Linked DNA regions of Mus musculus: region 1 is linked to region 2. A link is a contact called in public Hi-C data. All regions are on one chromosome and are shown on one strand. The core of a region is the stretch at or near the end of the contact, and the rest is flanking DNA. Distances in the headings are between cores, read along the strand shown.

Region 1 (3,000 bases), core at 394-2,893, 240 kb after region 2:
TTTTGTTTTTCCCTCAAAGGCTGAGAACCACCAGCTAATGGGGATGGGATGTGACAAAGTGCAAATGGCGGCCTGTGAACCACAATGGTTATATGAATGTATTTGCTCATAATCACTGTCAACACACAGGTGTACACTGCACCTATCAGCCGAGATACTTGCTAGTCATGTGTGGAAAGAGATGCTGGTGGAGATCTGCTGGAAACAGGAGACACGGTTTCCTGACAAACTTCTGTCTTCTGGTTGAATTTAGAAAATAACATTGAAAAGAAATTCAAGTTAAAACATTAAAGATTTAAAGGAAAAAAAAAAAAAGAAACCTGGTAGTTCTCCAGTAAAAGATGAGGACGGTACCCAGGATATTAAGTACTAAAAACTCAGGCTACTGTGTATGCGCTGGGTGTGAGATCTCTGTAAAGACACGAAAACAGGGGTTTAATAGGAGCCTCTTGTCTTCATTTCAACCCTCATCATCAACTTGGTGAACGTCAGGGCTTTTGCAGTTAGAAACCTCGCTGTAAACCTCACCTCCTCAACTCTGACACAAGTCCCATGCGTTGTGTAATAAGCCGCTGGCTTCTGACCTGTGTCCTGGAAGTGCTGCTGGGTGATGTCATGGCATGCCGCAATGCCCCTGGGTGGTGAGAGGCACAGCCGTCAGATGCAGCTCTGTGCACTTGCAGACGTGTGCTGAGAGAAAGAGAGAGAGAGAGAGAGAGAGAGAGAGAGAGAGAGAGAGAGAGGCCGTTGTCCAGTAGCCATCATGTGATGAATGGCAGTTTGTGATTCTGGACCATCGAGTTTGTTTTACTGTTCTGTCAGGTTCAGTTAGGTAACGGAGAGCAGATGTCTGCATTAAAGGCCATTAGCACATCAGGATGCGTTTGCTGAGGCTGGTCGTTGACCAAAGCACATAAGCGATCCCTTTCCTATGGACAGCATTTGGGACTCCAGATGCCCCTTAGGACGTTCTGAGACCACTTTATGAGTTTATGACCCATCAAGGGATCTGTAAGTGGAGAACGTAAAACCGGAAAGGCAGCGTTTAGCTACATGCTGAAATCCAGTCCTCGTTACTTTACAATACAGGTTTCCTAATTTTCTCTGCTGCCACAGAAAAGAGTCACGTGGCAAATTAGAAGGCTGGCTGGTTCTGGAACCATGAGTATTTCTCAAGAAAGCTTCCTGGTGGGGGAAGAGGGTCCTGAAAGAGGCCAGCTGGAGGGTGCGTGCATACTAGGAGGCAGGGTGAGACCCGCCATGCCAATTGACCAGCTAGCACTTCCAAAATAGGTGTGACTTTGCTCCTCTACCCATCTTTCCGGCCAACTTCTGTCATTATTGCCCCATTACTTCTGAATCCTGAAAGCATAATGTGTGTTTTTGAGTGGATTTTTGGAGAAAGTAGCCAGCCTGTGGAAGCAGGCCAGGAGCAGAGTTGCCTATTTGCGCAGATCTCTCTGGCTTCTGGAAGGTACAGGCTTACCAACCAACAGAAGAGCATTCTTTAAAAAGAAGACAGGCTTCCAAAAACAGCGTCAGAGTTTGTTGCCCAAACATCTCAGGTTCTTTCTGAAGACTGGGAACCAAGGTTTGGAAACACCGCCGGCTTCATTTTCAGTACTAGAAACCCCAAACTTCCGGCTCAGCAAAGCTCCTGGGTTTCTTTTGGGGGAAGGGAGGGCAAGCAAAGGACTGCTGGTTTCTCTGTATTAGTACTGCCACCTGTTGTCAGTCAGTGACATTACACGTTAGCTTTCTTTTGCTCTGTGCTCCTTTTTTTCCTGTGCCTGTTCTTGAACCTAGGGCCTCTCTTACACCAGGGACACTCTACACTGGGTCACACAGCCTGACCGGTGGCTGCAGTTTAAAAGCCATTTATCTGGGGCACCTTTTATTTTTAATTTGTAGTCACAAAGTTCTCAGAGTGTGAAGGCACCAGCCACCTAACTTGGAGATTCTGCATGCCATATTCTTGCTTTGTTTCTTGGGGACTCCTGATCAAGCTGCCAGTATATCAGATTACAGACTTTGAGCAGAGAACTGGCTTTTCCTTTCTCCCCTCCCTCCCCTCCCTTCCCCTCCCTTCCCTTCCCCCTTCCCACCACTCCATTTGTTAATTCATTCTTTTGTTCTTTTTGAGACTGGCTTTCTGTGTAGCCCTGGCTGTCCTGGAACTCAGACCAGGCAGGCCTTGAACGCAGAGATCCGTCTGCCTCTGCCTGCAGAGAGCTGGGCTCAAAGGAGTGCTCCACCATCGCCTGGCTGCCTCTTTCTTATTATCCTTTTGCTGTTATTGTTTTGCTTTTTCTTTTTTATTATATTTTTAAAATTTAAAACAGATTTGAACAGATCGAATTGAAATGTTTCGATCATATTCTTCAGTCCATCCAGTCCATCCAGATCTTCTCCCCTCCCCTCCCTATCCAATTTTAAGTTCTTTCTCAAAGCAAACAAAAACAAACAAAAATCCAACACAACAACACCCCCCACCCACCCAACACCAAGAAGACAAAATAAAGCAACACCCAACAGAAAGAAAAAACACAAAACTTCAACAACAGCAACAACAACAAAAAGTAGCAAAAAAGCCTCGTGCAGTTATGTTGCTACTCCTGGACGTGAGGCCTGCCCTGGAGGGGTTGACACACCCAGTGCCATTCCTTCGGGGAAGATTGATGTCCCTCTCCCGCAGGCGCAAGGATCAGTTCTATTGACCACCTTTACCCAGGTGGCTAGCTTTTCATTCATCGTGTGTTTATCCATTTAAGAAAGCATGACAAAGCCTGGCACAGGCCTTAACCCCATCTCTCGGGAGGCAGGTAGATCTTTGCTAGTTCAAGGCCAGCCTGGTCTGCAAAGCAAGCTCTAGGACAGCCAGGGCTACACAGAGAAACCCTGTTTCAAAATACATCCCCTCCCCCCCACCTCGGGGGCCCCCCAAAGTGTAAGATAAAACACGAGCTATCACATGGAAGTTGGACAGGACAAACCAACATA
Region 2 (2,946 bases), core at 126-2,625:
AGCAAGTTCCAGACCAGCCTGGCAAAGAGGGAAAGAAAGCAAAGGCAGCAGGAGAAAGGGAAACGATGCATCTATATATGTTAGGTGCTGGGAAGATGGCTCAGGCAGGAAGGTGCTTGCCTTGCAAGGACCCGAGTTCAATCCCCAGAACCTGTATAAAAAAGCCAAGGGTTGTGGCAAGTGCATGTCCTTCCACACATTAGGAAGGTGGAACCAAAGGGGATTCTTGGGGCGCTCTAGTAGAAAGAGGAGAAACCCCCCCCCAGGCTGAGAAACCCTGTCTGTCTCTCCTCTGTCTCTGTCTTTCTGTTCCTCTCTCTGTATCTGTCTCTCTGTTCCTCTCTCTGTCTCTCTGTCTGTCTGTCTCTCTGTCTCTCTCTCTCTCTTTCTCTCCCTCCCTCCCTCCCTCCTTCTCCCTATAAGGTCACAACTCTCTTAAGAGCAGACTGGCAGACTGAACACTTGGCCAGAGCAGACAGCAGGCGATGCTAGATAAGGCCCTTCTGTTTGAGGACCCAGAGATTCAGCTGAGGAGATGACAGCTCATGTGAGACGCTACAGTGGAGACAGCTACCAACCGTGACGGCCTGCACTTTTCAAATGCTGTCTTTGTTTTTGGACTATGTTGCTCCACCCATCACGAAATAGCCACAAGAATACCTGAATCGCCAGAAGACTTGATTCAAATACTGTCTGGTTTTTGTCTGTCTGTATGTAGCCCAGGGATCCGTCGTCATAGAGGCTCTCTCCCTCTGCTCACCTCCATCATCACCCTCACAGCCCATTCTCTGAACCCTTGGGGACCACACACTCCAACCACTTCCGAACCACAGCAAGTGGGAGGCAGACGTGGAACAGCATAAGCAGCAAACCTTTTTTTTTTTCTTTTTTTCAGACAGGGTTTCTCTAACATAGTTCTGGTGACCTGGAGCTCGCTATGTAGACCAGGCTGGCCTCACACTGTGAGCTGCTCCTGCTTCTGCCTCCTAGGTGCAGGAATTAAAAGCATGGATTCCAAGCCCCACCTCTGAATGTGCTCTAAGCCATCTCTCCAGCGTCACATCTTCCATGATGTTCTTACCTCCCCCCCTTTCTGGTTTTTATCTGTTTACGCTGTTGTTTTAGGACGGGGTCTCTCGTGAACCTCAGGTTGACCTTGAGTTTATTTTATAGCTGAGGCTGGCCTGGAACTTCTGGTCCTCTACATCTACCACCCAAGTGCTGGGATTACACGCAGGCGCCACTATGCCTGGCTGCATTTTACCACCTTGATACCCAGAACCAGCAGCCAAACGCATACATTTCTAACCACACAGTCTCTGTTATCAGTGGTATGTTTATAACTTGCTGCCACAAGGCTAACAAGATAAAAGACCTGGTTAGCTTCCTGCTTGGACGGGTGGAGCAGCTTCATCAGCTCAGAGTCTTTGTTGGTACCAAGCACTAGTCTGGCCAGCGAGGATAGATTTTGGTTTCACATACTTACTGTGCCTGGGCCTGTGCAGTGACCCTGGGTCAATGACTTAGTAACCCTGAGCTAGCCTCTTCTCATCTATAAGTAGAGCAGGCTAAAGAGCACTAGCTATATCTCTGGCTGTCTTACAGTCTTGGGCTCTGGTGATCTGTCATCAAAGAATCTAGCCAGTATTCTTTTCTTGGGCTGGATTGTATAAAATACCTTTTACCTATTTTTCTCCCCCGAGGAATTGCATTTTTGATCTTACCTTATCTCAAATTTGACACAAGCACCTAGACAATATGATGGCTAATGAGACTTTTTCTGTATATGATAAAATATATAAAGACATACAATGTACTATATTAGCCATTAATTTTTTTTTGAGATAAGGTTTCACTAAGTTGCCTTTGGCTGGCCTGTAACTCTGTGCAGTCCAGGCTAGTCTTGAATTCACAGACATCCACCTATTTGTTTTCCCAGTGCTCAGATTCAAGGTATGCATGTGTCTTAGGGTTTCCATTGCTGTGAAGAGACATGACCACGGCAACTCTTATAAAGGAAACCATTTTACTGGGGCTGTGTGACAGTTTGTGTATGCTCAGCCCAGGGAGTGGTACTATTAGAAGGTATGGCCCTGTTGGAGTAGGTGTGTCACTGTGAGAGTGGGCTTTAAGACCCTCATCCTAGCTGCTTGGAAGCCAGTATTCTGCTAGCAGTCTTCAGATGAAGATATAGAACTCTCAGCTCCTCCTGCACCATGCCTGCCTGGATGCTGCCATGTTCCCACCTTGATGATAATGGACTGAATCTCTGAACCTGTAAGCCAGCCCCAATTAAATGTTATCCTTTATAAGACTTGCCTTGGTTATGGTGTCTGTTCACAGCAGTAAAACCTTAATTAAGACAGGCTGGTTTACAGTGTCAGAGGTTCAGTCCCTATCATCATGGTGGGAAGCATGGCAGCTCGAAGGCACACTTAGTGCTTGAGGAGACAAGAGTTCTACATCTTGATTGGAAGGCAACCAGGAAGAGATTATCTTCTATAGGCAGCCAGGAGGAGGGTCTCCACCCACACTGGGTGGAGGCTGAGCATAGGAAGTCTCAAAGCCCATCCCCACAGTGACACACTTCCTCCAGTAAGGCCACGCCTACTCTAACAAGGCCACACCTCCTAATAGTATCACTTCCTATGGGCCAAGCATATTAAAATCATCAAAGCATGGATACTTAGTTCATTTTTCTGGGCTTCTTCATGGCCGGAGGTTGGCAGGAGGAGATTCTTCATGTTGATAGGAAACAGAGAAAAAGAGATTAACCACATACATGTATGTGGTAAACATACGTTCGGAGGAGTATGCTTTAAGAATGAGGCCAGAGGAAAATGCTGGGTGTCCTGTTCTGTCACTATTCCTCAAGACATAGCCTCTCTCACTAGAACCTAGAACTAGGTTGGTAACCAGCAAGCTCCAGCAATCCTCTCTCTGAGC

Evidence for each region. A called contact is a pair of places that touch in the nucleus more often than the background predicts.
Region 1: a Hi-C map of the MNK3 cell line shows a contact between it and region 2, with 2.8 times the contacts expected there. The contact joins two enhancer-like sites. A contact is called at or near these places in 11 of 484 Hi-C or Micro-C datasets (B cells, CD8 T cells, the G1E-ER4 cell line and 7 more), 6 of 115 datasets of contacts at active chromatin or transcription factors (bone marrow-derived macrophages, embryonic midbrain, embryonic stem cells and 3 more) and 4 of 9 other capture datasets (adipose tissue, embryonic stem cells, liver and 1 more).

What each region holds. Positions count from the first base shown.
Region 1 is chr14:65,380,063-65,383,062 of GRCm38.p6, forward strand. All of the region lies in intron 1 of Zfp395 (zinc finger protein 395), which reads left to right. Among named protein-coding and RNA genes, the nearest start is that of Zfp395, 23 kb to the left of the region's middle. Within about 2 kb of position 1,644, at least 174 of the 459 cell types and tissues checked have an H3K27ac peak or open chromatin away from gene starts, as enhancers often do. A contact at or near this core is called in the G1E-ER4 cell line and the MNK3 cell line, where this site is marked.
Region 2 is chr14:65,144,601-65,147,546 of GRCm38.p6, forward strand. It overlaps a transcript of Extl3 not described here. Among named protein-coding and RNA genes, the nearest start is that of Gm41177, 26 kb to the right of the region's middle. Within about 2 kb of position 1,376, at least 25 of the 459 cell types and tissues checked have an H3K27ac peak or open chromatin away from gene starts, as enhancers often do. A contact at or near this core is called in the G1E-ER4 cell line and the MNK3 cell line, where this site is marked.